3 separate regions of the Mus musculus genome follow, and all the other regions are linked to region 1. The links are chromatin contacts, called in public Hi-C maps. All regions are on one chromosome and are shown on one strand. Each heading gives the region's core, a stretch centred on a gene start, on an enhancer-like site or on the middle of the called end of the contact. The rest is flanking DNA. Distances are from core to core; before and after follow the strand shown. Region 1 holds the start of Vac14 (Vac14 homolog (S. cerevisiae)). Region 2 holds the start of Cenpn (centromere protein N). Region 3 holds the start of E2f4 (E2F transcription factor 4).

The links. Hi-C and Micro-C count contacts between places; a contact is called where the count stands out from the background.
Region 2: a contact with region 1 is called in a Hi-C map of B cells, with 6 read pairs. The contact joins the promoter of Cenpn here to the promoter of Vac14 in region 1. A contact is called at or near these places in 2 of 484 Hi-C or Micro-C datasets (B cells and CD4 T cells).
Region 3: a Hi-C map of CD8 T cells shows a contact between it and region 1, with 9 times the contacts expected there. The contact joins the promoter of E2f4 here to the promoter of Vac14 in region 1. A contact is called at or near these places in 2 of 484 Hi-C or Micro-C datasets (CD4 T cells and CD8 T cells).

Annotation. Positions count from the first base shown.
Region 1 is chr8:110,616,263-110,620,302 of GRCm38.p6, forward strand. Vac14 (Vac14 homolog (S. cerevisiae)) reads left to right here and starts at 2,305. Exons shown (of 19, transcript NM_146216.3): 1 at 2,305-2,731. The coding sequence starts at 2,628.
Region 2 is chr8:116,919,796-116,923,835 of GRCm38.p6, forward strand. Cenpn (centromere protein N) reads left to right here and starts at 1,945. Exons shown (of 12, transcript NM_028131.3): 1 at 1,945-1,988; 2 at 2,533-2,646. It overlaps Cmc2 (COX assembly mitochondrial protein 2), which reads right to left and starts at 1,641. Exons shown (of 4, transcript NM_026844.3): 1 at 1,556-1,641.
Region 3 is chr8:105,295,347-105,299,386 of GRCm38.p6, forward strand. It overlaps E2f4 (E2F transcription factor 4), which reads left to right and starts at 2,317. Exons shown (of 10, transcript NM_148952.1): 1 at 2,317-2,529; 2 at 2,935-3,044; 3 at 3,189-3,350; 4 at 3,650-3,693. The coding sequence starts at 2,395. Exoc3l (exocyst complex component 3-like) reads right to left here and starts at 767. Exons shown (of 14, transcript NM_177788.5): 1 at 560-767; 2 at 280-360; 3 at 1-89. The coding sequence starts at 313.

The sequences.
Region 1 (4,040 bases), core at 1,055-3,554:
CCATGCCATGGCAGAGTGATAGGGCCATCTCTCCTGAATTTGCACCCTCGGGCTGGCTTACCCACATCCCTTGACCAGGGCTAGCCCTACTATGCTGCCAAGGTGAGGCAGGGGGTGAAGTACGCTGCAGCTGGCCAGGGATAGGGCCAGGTCACCTGCTCTCATGACCCCAGATGGGCCAGCTCTTCCAGTTGCCAAGGGTGGCAAAGAGGCAAGGTCGGGGGAAGGTATCACGCTCCCTGAGCCACCTCACAGAGGACTGAAACAACTTTGGACACCAAACCAGGATCAAACCAGGATGAATAAGGAACTGCCATCTGTTTTGCCCCCCTGACTAAAAACAACACCAACAAGGTATCTTTCTGCCCATTGCCAAGGGGATGATAATACCACTTTTAAATGGCTAATATTTTAATATGTCTTAAGAAACATTTTAATCTTTCACTTCAGGGCACAAGCAAGGATGAGGTGAAAGTTTAAGATTTCTTTTAAAAGGAAATAGATTCGAGGGACCAGAGAGTTGGTTTAACCTGTAGGGTGTTAGCCACACATGCCCAAAGACCTGTCTTGAAATTCCTTGTACCCACTTAAACACCTGGTCAGGCGGAGCTTGTGGTCTCTAACTGTAGCACTGGGAGGTGAGGGAGGTGGAAACGGGCCAGTTAGGGCTCCCTGGTCAGCCCCCCAGCCAAATCCATGAGTTTCAGGTTCAGTGAAAGATCTCATTACAGAAAAGGTCGGGACTGGGCGTGTAGCTCAGTTAGGTGACTAGCATGCACAAAGCCTCCCACTCTGTCCTCAGCACCACATAAACCCAGTGTGGTAGCCCACGCCTGTCATCCCAGCAATAAGGAAGGTGGAGGCCTGAGGAACCTAACCTTTCAGTTATTATCTTATTAAGGTTTTTACTACTGTGATAAAAACACCAAAACCAAAAGTAACTTGGGGGAGGAAATGGTTCATTTCGCCATATAGCTTATATCGCTGAAGGAATTCAAAGTAAGAACATAGAGGCAGGAGCTGATGCAGAGGCCATGGAGGAATGCTACTTACCGGCTTTCTCCTTAAAGCTTGCTCAGCCTACTTTCTTATAGAATCCAGCAACCTCTGCCTAGTGTGGACCCACCCATGGTGGGCAGGACCCTCTCACATCAATCACTAATTAGGAAAATGCCTTACAGGCTCGCCTACAGCCCAATCTTAATGGAGGCATTTTCTCAATTGAGGCTTCCTCCTCTCAGATGATTCTAGCTTGTATCAAGTTGACATAAAAATTAGCCAGGACTTTTTTTTTTTAATCACTATGCATAGAGTCCAGCCTAGGACACATAAGACCTTGTCTCAATAAGGGTGGAAAAATAAGAGCAAAAGAGGACACCTTGCCCGGCATGGGGGCTCACGCCTTTAATCCCAGCACTTGGGAGGCAGAGACAGGAGGATTTCTGAGTTCAAGGCCAGCCTGGTCTTCCAGGACAGCCGGGGCTACACAGAGAAACCCTGTCTCGAAAAAACAAACAGACAGACAGACAAACAAAAAAAAAAAAAAAAAGAGGACACCTGACCTCGGATCTCCATACATATGTACACACACATCTGAGTAGCACATGTGTATTAAATACAATCTGAGGGTTTGACTCAGTTGGTAGACTTGACCAGACCCGGGGTTCCACGCCCAGCACCACATAAGATCAACTGTAGTGACGCTTGCCTGTAATCCCTGCACTCAGCAGATAAAGGCATGAGAATCGAGATTTCAAGGCTATCCTCAGCTATAGAGAGAGTTTGAGACCCTGTCTCTAAAATAATAATTGGATTAGAGGGGTGGCTCAGCAGACAAAGGCATCTGCCGCCAAACCTGGCGGACTGGAGCTCAATCCTGGGACCCCCACATGGTGAGTGGGTGGGGAGATCCGACTCCCTCCCAAGTTGCCCTATGGCCTCCAAAGGCGCTCGTTGGTGCATGCACACACGCAGAAATAAAATGTAAAATCAGACAGATGGTTAAGATATGGTGAAAATGGTGGAAACGTTGGCATACGCGAAAGTGACTGTTAAGTGACCAAAGAATTAATGCATAAATTAAATTTGAGTTAGGCTCCCTCTATAAACTGTTTCCAGAAGCCCCCCGCTCTGCGCAAAGCTCTGGCAGTGAGCCTGAAACGGCTCCCACCACCTGCTCTTCACTCTCAGCAAAAACCCGCACCGAAGCCAGCAGCAGGTGAAGAGTGGGGTGGATCCCTGACAAGTGTGGCCAATCCGCTGCAGCAAGCACGAGAGGGCGTGGCCTGGGGGGGCGGAACCTTCGGTCGGCGGAAGGCGGAAGTGCTCGCGGCGTCACGTGACCTGAGTAACATGGCCGCGGCCCAGTGAGCGTTGCCGGTTCCTGGCGGGAGCTGGTCGCGTGAGCCGTGGGGCGGACCGGGTCGCGCGTGGGAGAGCAGGGTCGGAGCAGGGGGACCCGAGGCGGCGCGTGGCGGCGGGACGAGGCAGGCGGGCCCTGGGCGGCATAGCCCATGAGCAGGCTCCGGTGTCCGCGCGGAGCCGCACACTCCCCCGGCCCTGGCACGGCCCAGGCAACCTCGGGCTAAGGTGTCTGGAGGCTCCCAGGCGCAGCGCGAGCTGCCACCATGAACCCAGAGAAGGATTTTGCGCCGCTCACTCCCAACATCGTAAGGGCCCTGAATGATAAACTCTACGAAAAGCGGAAGGTTGCAGCGCTGGAGATCGAGAAGTAAGAGCTCCTGGGACCCCGCCCTGGCTTTGCAGCGCCTAGCGGTTCTGCTTGCCCGCGGCGAGGGTTCGGTATTGACCTCTCCGGTTTCAGCTCTTAGCACATTGCTTTAGAGCGGGAAATCCAAGAGCCCTATCTTTGCTAGTCTTAACCTCCTGGTGCTCCCAGATAGCAGTGAAAATGAATTGACTTAAGGTATGTGCAGAACCTAGCGCAGTACCTGACACATTCAGTGTGGCCTCAGTCAAAAGCCAGCTAGATCGGAGAGTGGCCTCTCTGAGGAGGTGGAGAATTTGCTTATGGTGTCCCGCCTTCTCTTTGCAGCTTCTGAAGTGGCCAAGTGTAGAAATAGGTCAAAGCACGTGATCCAATGCTCAGAAGATTGTCAGGCCACCCTCCCTTGCAAGTGAAAATGGGAAGATTTGCCCTTCCCCGCTTCTGCAATAGTATACGTGTGTGTAATAGTGCACTGGTGTTTCCAGGTGTTCGAAATAGGGAATGTTTAATTCGGTAATGTTTTGCTGAGTATGTGAGAGAGCACGTGTTTTTCCCCCAGCCAAATCTTAGTAACAGTCAGTTGAGTAGGTGGTTTCAGAAGAGTAGAAAGCAGCAGCCTGTAAAACTAGAAAAACATTAGGAGTTAAGACATCCAACTTGGTAACAGCGGACCATATGTGTCTATGTAAATTTAAGTTAACCAGAGTAGTGACACAGGCTTGAGATTTGGCACTTGGAAGGCTCGGGCAGAAATACTGTACTCGTTTGAGATTAGCATTGGTCACGGGGCTAGATCCAGTCTCAACAACAACAACAAAGTAATGAATCAGTACAAATTGTAAATTCAGCACGTCAGTTTCACTACCCATAATCTGGGTGTTCAGGAGCCAACCACTACAGCTGCACAGTGCAGACTAGAGAACATTTCAGTCATTGTACAATGGTCACATGGCCAGCCCTAAGCTATGGAGTGGTGCTCACTCATTGACTAGGATAGACTCTTTACTCAAAGTTTTTTAACCTCGGTGCTGTTGATATTTGGGAAGCACAATACTTGGTTGTGATGGGCAGTTCTGTAGCTTGTGTGATTTTTTTTTTTTTTTTTAGTAGTACCTCTGCCCTTTACCCACTAGATGCCAGTAGTACTCCATCAGTTGTGACAACCCAAATTGTCATCAGACTTTGCCAAATGTCCCTTAAAGAATCAAAATCACACTAGTTGAGAACAATTGCTTTGCCCTAGACTAATGGCTTTGGGCTTAGGTAAGAAGACCCTTCCATTTGTTTGCAGTACTCACGCTAGCGGTTTCTT
Region 2 (4,040 bases), core at 695-3,194, 6.3 Mb after region 1:
CACTACAGTTGCCATTCCTAATAGTTTAAAATAAGCAAGGAGCTGGAGAGATGTTTGGTGGGTAAAGCTCTTGCTGTGCCTTAGGTGTCTGCACCCCTTATTGCGGAGATCGGGTCAGGCAGACCCCAAGAAGGTTCTCATGGCTAGCCAACCTAGCCAAAACAGCAAGCTAACACAGTTAAGGAGAAAGCAGGTCTCAAATCCGTAAGGCAGATATAGACATAGAGCATGAGGGTTGGCTGGACTGAGGTCAGGCCCAATCCCAAAACAGACACATACAAAAATACACACTAATTAAGGCCAGCAAGTGCATGAGGACTTGAATTCAATCTTCAAAACACACATGGTGGAAGGAGAAAACTAACTCCAGTGAGCATCTTCTGACAGGCAGGCGTGCACGCACACACACGCACACACACACACACACACACACACACACATGATCATTTCTCAACTATCACCTTAAAACTGCTTCTCAAAAGAATAGGCCTCTGCCGGGCGTGGTGGCGCACGCCTTTGATCCCAGCACTTGGGAGGCAGAGGCAGGCGGATTTCTGAGTTCAAGGCCAGCCTGGTCTACAAAGCGAGTTCCAGGACAGCCAGGGCTACACAGAAAAACCCTGTCTCGAAAAACCAAAAAAAAAAAAAAAAAAAAAAAGAATAGGCCTCCTCTGCATCATTCTGGAACAATCTCCTACTAGTGCCAGGTAGGCAGGTAAGTAGTCTGCTAAGACCAGGGAAATTTTAGAGGAAAAAAGAAATAAATGTCTGCTGAATGTTGACATTTAACACTGAAAATGGAGAGGCGTATTTTCACTTCGATCAACCAAATACCAAGGCCTGGATGTACAAGACAGAAAAGATGTCAAGAGAATCCCTTTGCCAAGGCAAAGTTGCATACATTTAAAGTGGGTTTTGTTACTAACACAGGGTCTAGTGTAGCCTCAAATTCCTTATGTTGCTGAGGGTGACCTTGAATTCCTGATTCTTGCCTCCACCACCTCCCCAGAGCTGAGATTGAAGCAAACCATCCTACCCTCCTTGCCTGGGGTTTTGTTTGATTTCGAGAAGTTTTAACAGAGGCTTCTAATACATCTATTGTGAAAACACTCACAGTCGTCCTCGAAGCCTATCTAACGGACCCTAAACATTACTTTCCTTGTCAAGTGTACCGTGGGGGATCTTTACAGATACCCACATCACCAGCCAGTCCAGTGACTTTTCAGTAAAGAAACTTTTGACGGCAGCTCCCTAGATTAGTTATCAGCCAGAACAGTTAGCTCAATGCGCCCTCAGTGTCACGCATCTCCAAAGTTTTGCAGCAGGGTACGCGCACTCGACCAGGCGCGCGCCCAAGGTCGCAATGCCAGCGAGCGGCGGGCAGATCTCAGCAGTGTGACAGCTCATGCCCGCGGCTCACCAAGAAGAGTGTTCCTAGTAAAGGTCCAAGGGCAGGGACATGGGTGAACCTAGCGCGGCGTGGGAAGCTAAAGAGCCGCGTCCTTCCGCCACAGGCAGCCAGATGCCCGGAGGCTGAAGGACACCCGACACTCACCGTCACTCAGCCCCTACAAGAAGCACAGAAAGAGAAGTCACCGACACGGAGCCCGCAGCTCCCTTAGGACTTGCAAGCACCGACGCTCCGCGCATGCGTCATCCTGCATGCATCGCTCCGCCTGGACCGGTCCACTGTCCCATGCTGAGGGGGATCTAGGGCCATCCCACCGGGGCTCGGCGGGGACAGCACACAGAGATGACTGCCAGGTGGAATTCGAGACGGAGAACAATTATATTTACATGATCCTGTCTCTGAGTACAGCGACTCTGGGGATCTAAAGCGTTTTCCATCAGGCGCCCACAGCCGCGTCCCCCCGTGCAGCCGAAGCAGTGCGGAGGGCTTGCCAGGTGGGCGGGGCCCGAGCGGCCATTGGCGGCTTCAAAAGCACCTCGGCGGGAACCGCTGCAGAGACGGCGGGCGATGTGGACTGGTAAGGCAGCCTCAGCGACACCGAATTGGACTCGGAGGCGGCGGGAGGACTACAGGAGCCAGGCCTCAGACATCTACGGGGGCCTTGCCACGGCGCAGTTCCGCCACGGGATCTTAGCCTAGGAGTGACACTAGTGGAGGCCGGGTCCGGGCCAAGAGGGCCGGGATGAGCGTCCATGGCGTCATATCCGCCCGGAGTGGGGCGGGGTTTTATGTCCCTTGGCGTTTATGCCATGGAGGCTCCGGGCTGCCCGCTCAAGAGCTGCTTTACTTTGATCCTTAGGTTCCGTCGAGCCTAGGTGTCAGCTCTCTAATTCCTAGCCTCGCCTCAGTTTTTGTCCATGCCTCCTGTTGCTATACTCCTTGTGCTCCATGCGGGTCTACCGGATCGTTATTGTCACGTGTACATTCAACAGCCTTGTCTTAGCTGCTACCATGAATAAAGCGCTAGAAAATAGAAATTGAAATAGTAACAGGGCAGAAAGTTCACTCAAAGACTTGCTAACTTTGTTGATGTGTTACGCCCTTTCTGTCATTTCTTTTAGGAAGGGCATGGTGCAGATAGATCACTCAGAATTAAGAATCTTCGGAAGTGCTAAGGATTGGGCACCCCACCCCGAAGGCCCTGATCTCCGAAGTTTATAGCCGCATCTGGCCTGGTCAGTACTGGGATAGGAGAAATGCCTGCTTTGCATACACTCTCCTCTAATTTACCTCACTGAGGATCAGGAAAACGCTCTCAGATGTTGTCACGAACAAGGTGTTGGTTTAATAGTTGACAGACAGTGGAACTATATCCTTCCCTTGTGCATACCGCTTAGGGTGGGTATCCAGTCACTCTTCCATCAGTCATTAGTCAAGTGCATATGAGATTGTTCTTGGGTGACCAGACTCGCTGTGTGATTTGGCTCATGGTGACTGAAATTGCTAGGATCAGAACCCCCCAGCCCTGGCAGCCCTAACAAGCTAGGCTCCATAGGCCACTTAAAAGGACAAGTCTTTTGTTTGTTTGTTTGTTTGTTTGTTTTGTTTTTTCGAGACAGGGTTTCTCTTTATAGCCCTGTCTGTCCTGGTACTCACTTTGTAGACCAGGCTGGCCTTGAACTCAGAAATCCGCCTGCTTCTGCCTCCCAAGTACTGGGATTAGAGATGTGCGCCACCACCGCCTGGCTAAAAAAGACAAGTCTTAAATGAGAGGCAGAAAAGAGACATGTATTCAGTGTGGCCACACTGGGAAGAGCAAAGAGGTCTAGTGACCCACACACCAAGTGTTGAGTCCTGAAACAGAAGATTCAACAGAAAGCAGAGGGTATACACAACTAAGCAGCCCTAGTCACGGTGTGGTCCTCCCATCTCTGAGACATCGTTGCCCTGGTGTTGCAGTCCCTTCTGCAAGAGGGTCTGACAAGGAGACAGAAAAGCTCCCTCTGACTGGCACCAGGTGTCAGCCTTTCCTTCCCCATCAGATCCCTGGGTTGAACTCCATGTCTCTGTGGGGACACTCACAAGTGCCTCTTTTTAGAATGACTTTGCTCCTGCCAGAACAGTTATAAAACGGCTATAGAGTTTAAAAACATAGTTGTGAATAAGATCAACATAGTCCCTGTCTTGAGCAGAAAAAAAAATTAACGTAGCTATGATAAAATTATAAAGCCAATTGCAGGTGGTTCTGTAAAAATAATAAACGATGGAAGATTGGAAAAAAAAAAAAAACAAACAAACCACTGTTGGATGATTGCAGTAAGTTTCCTGGGGAGCCAGGCAGTGGTGGTGCACACCTTTTTAAATGAACTCAGCTGGGACTAGAGAGGTAGCTCAGTTGGTGGAATGCTTGCCTCCGCATGCAGTAAGCCTTGGGGTCATCTCCCAAACCACATGAAACCGGATGTGGTAGCGCACACGTGTAACAGCAGTGCCTGGGAGATGGGGACAGGAAGATCAGAAGTTCACGCCAGCCTGGGTTGTGTGAGACCCTGTCTCAGGAGATAAAGATAAGGAGCTAGAGAGCAACTCGTTGTTGCTCTTGCAGAGGACCTCAGTGGAGGTCCCAGCA
Region 3 (4,040 bases), core at 1,067-3,566, 5.3 Mb before region 1:
GATGCCTGAAGCCCACTTGAGTGCTGCACCCCGAGCCAGCTGTTCGGCCCTCTCCTGCTCTGGCCACTCAGGCCTTGGGCAGGAAGATCCTGGGGTTGGTTGTGTCAGTCAGGGAGGGCCTGTGGCTAACGCACCTGCTGCTCTTCTGTTTCCTCGGGACAGCCCCACTCTTGGCAATCCTATAGAGCTCTAGCTAGACCTGACGGGAAAACCCAACCCCACTAATTCCCATTTGTCTTGACATCATCCTTCCCCAAGCCCAGCCAACGAGGCTCATACCAGGACGAAGTGTGGGCTGTATCTTGCTGTCCATAGTTTGCCTAGAGCTGCTGCCGATGTGGTAGGAGTGGGAGCGAGTGCCTGGAGGAGATCAGGCAGAGCGGATGTTCCTTGGGCTCCGCTGAGAAAGAGGAGCAGGGTCCTTGCCTACCCCCTTCAGGAAGTAAGAAGGGGATACCTGGGAGGCCTCAGTCCTCTGGCTTGGACTATGCAAATAGGCAAAACTGTAAGTCCCCTTTCCTGCTCTGTAACGCCCAGGATAGTTTGGTACAGAACTTACCAGATCTGACCGGTGTCCAGTTCTCCCTCCTCTGCAAGTGGCCTTGGCCTTGAGAGTAGCCTTCTCGCTCCTGCAGAGCTGGGCACACCCTCACTGCTCACGGGACCGGAGGGACTCCAGCTCCTTTGGCACCAGCAGCCAAATTCCTCTCCCCAAGGAAGCCTCTCTCCCACTTCACGGCCCAGAAACCCCTACTTCTCCCCCAAGGCCCCTCCTTCAAAGCAGAAAGGAAGGAAGTTGAGTCTCTGGCACTTTATTCCCAACAGGAAAAGCATCTGCATTGAGGTGGGGAGCGCTGGGCGCCATTTCCTGTTGGGTGGGGGCAGCTGTGGACTCCCCCGGTGAGCACCAAGTCTTGATCAGCCCACCTTAGACTTCTAAATACTCCGGAAACACATATGCATATTTAAAGCTGATTTGGCCTCAAGCTGGTTTGAAGGATGACCCCCTATGTGGTAGAGCCTCAGCAAACCGCAGTCGAGTCTGAGAACCACAGATGGTATATGCCTTGGTAGGGGAAAGATCACATGTGGTGAGGCAAAAGAATAGTGAGAGATGGCAGTTAGGGATCCAAAAAGCTACATTGTTCCTGTAAGTGATGGGGAGCTAGGGAGGACACTAGATATAATGGAGCACCACCCAAATCCACCCATCATAATAGACCCTCACTTCCTACTGTCAGAAGGGTTGACAGCTAAGACCTCAGGAAGACTACCCCAACTTCAGGCTCCATTATAACTAGAGCTTCCGAAGTCTGCTTTCTCACAAGTGTGAATCATCAATCAATTTGGGGAAGGCAATTTGTGTCCTAGAGGGACTGACCGTCATAAAGACATAACCATAAGTGATAACACTGTTAAAAATAAATAAGACTTGCAAGCTGGTAAGATGGCTCAGAGGCTCAGAGCACTTGCTCCTCTTGCAGAGGACAGGGCTTCAGTTCCCAGCACCTACACGGCAGCTAATAATAACTGCCTGTTAACTCTAGCTCCCAGAGATCTGACACCCTCTTCTAAACCTCCTTGAGCACCTGCACACATGTGGACAAACATAAACACATACACACACAATAATAATAATGATGATGATGATAATAATAATATAAACCTTTAAAAACTGCAAAAATAAATGAGACTTGCAAACACACAGTTCTTCCCATGTGTCAGAAAATGCCTTAAAGGCTTTGCTTATATTCACACGCAGGCAAACACCTTTGCATGGACTAAGTAGTGGTTGGAAATAAGACTCCTGGCCACTGTGAACTGTATGTAGCATGGAGGCCAGCGAAAAATGATGCTGGAACGAAATAAGAGATAGAAGTATGCAAGCTATTTATTGTTAGTGCTTGCTGTTTTGGCAGGAAGTAACAGGAACAGCAGGAATTATCTCTGAACATCAGGGAAGCCTTTAGAATAAGTTTTAAGCAAATAGGCTAAGCTTGTGGCTTATGGCTTCCCTTCCCTGGATGGAATGTTCAGGCAGTTAGTAGTCTAGAAGCAGCTTAGCAAGGAAGAGTCGGGTGGTTCTCGCTTCTCAACTGCCGGTACTGCTCACTAACTTCTTCCATTTCCTACCATACAATTTTTTCAGGTTTCCTAGCTGCCCTAAGGAGTTGTTTTGGTTTCCTTTGCTAATGATACATTTGCCGACGGTCCCCCGGAGTTTTGCGTCCGGATCAGCAGACGGGAGTTGCACCAGATACCCTGGGAAGGCGCGAGACGGAAGCGGAAGCAGCCTTGATAGCTCCGGTGGCCCGGCGACTAGGAACGGAAGCGGAAGTGGCGCCGCCGCCGGCCTCGCCTGGCCTGGCTGAGGGGAGGCGGCGGGCGGGCGCGATGGCGGAGGCCGGGCCACAGGCGCCGCCGCCCCCGGGGACTCCAAGCCGGCACGAGAAGAGTCTGGGACTTCTCACCACCAAGTTCGTGTCGCTCTTGCAGGAAGCCAAGGACGGCGTGCTTGACCTCAAGCTGGTGCGCTCCGGGCCGAGGGGGCGACTGGGGAGATGGGGGCACCAGGCCTGGACCGGGAGCGGGAAGCCAGCGGGGCGGCCCCACTGAGTCCTCCGGCCGCCATCCGTGTGCTTTCTCACCCTGATGAGAGAGGCGGGAGGTTGTTTCCATTCACCGAAGCCATTAAGCCTCAGCTCTGTCTGGGTCCCGGCTGCAGGTGCAGGCCCTCGTGGCCCTTGGCGACTAGGACAGGGAGCCGAGCATCAGAACACAGCTAAGCCAAGACTCTTCCCGACACACTCGCGGAGTGATTGGAAGGAACGCCAGGGTTGGGACATAAGACTACCTCCCATTCCAGACTAAACATCTCAGGGTGCACACTTTTTAAGAGTGGGGCTCCATTCTCCATTCTGTTCTACCTGCCAGGCAGCCGACACTCTTGCTGTGCGCCAGAAACGGCGGATCTACGACATCACCAACGTGCTGGAAGGCATCGGTCTGATCGAGAAGAAATCCAAGAACAGCATCCAGTGGAAGTGAGTGTGGGCTGTTTGGGGAGGGCAGAAGTGTCAGGGGTGTTGGGGTTGGGAGGGGATGGTGATGTTTATAGGAGAGAGTTGGGGTCTGGCACCCAGAGATCTTAGGGATCCCACGCTCAGTCTCTCAATCCCATGGTTCAGGGGCGTCGGGCCAGGTTGCAATACCCGGGAGATCGCTGACAAGCTGATTGAGCTCAAGGCAGAGATCGAGGAGCTGCAGCAACGAGAGCAAGAACTGGACCAGCACAAGGTGTGGGTGCAGCAGAGCATCCGGAATGTCACTGAGGACGTCCAGAACAGCTGATATCCTCTGCCAGTCCCTGCCTCGGGGAGTGGGCAAGGGGCGCTCAGCTGGTTTTGCTCTGTGGCGCTCTGGGTCCTGTACCTCTTAAAAGAATGCTCCAGCAACCCCTGGTCAGATTCAGACGGGAGGCTCCAGTCTCTTCCAGCCTTAGCCCATGATCCTTACCCACCTGGACCCCAGGTTCCAGAAATTTCCTCTGAGGGCTGTGTGGAAGGCATAGGCTGAAACATTGGGTCTCTTCTGTGGTCTGCCATCTGGCACAAAAAAAAGCCTCAGCTGTTCTCCTTAACCCCCACACCTTGGCCTACGTGACTCATGAAGACATCTGCAGATGCTTTGCTGGTGAGCGGAGCCTGGGTAGAGGGAGGTGGGGGGTGGGGCTGAGCTAAGTCATGGACCCATGGTCCAAAAAGAAGTTCCAGCTCTCGAAGGTTCGTGATGCCTACTTAAAGAGAAACAGGCAGCAGGTGTCAGTTTGGAAGTCACTGGGACTCTGTAGGGTACAAGAGTCCCCAGTGTGTCCCTGGGTTTGCCCTTATCAGCAGTGTTCTCTGAGTTTGGTTCTTGGGCAATATAGTGGCACAGAGGAACAAAAAGAATTTGTACATGTAACTTGTGTGCACAATCTTACATACTTGTATGTAGGGGTCGGTGGTGTCTGTTTCTAATTTGTACTTAGTCCCACTATG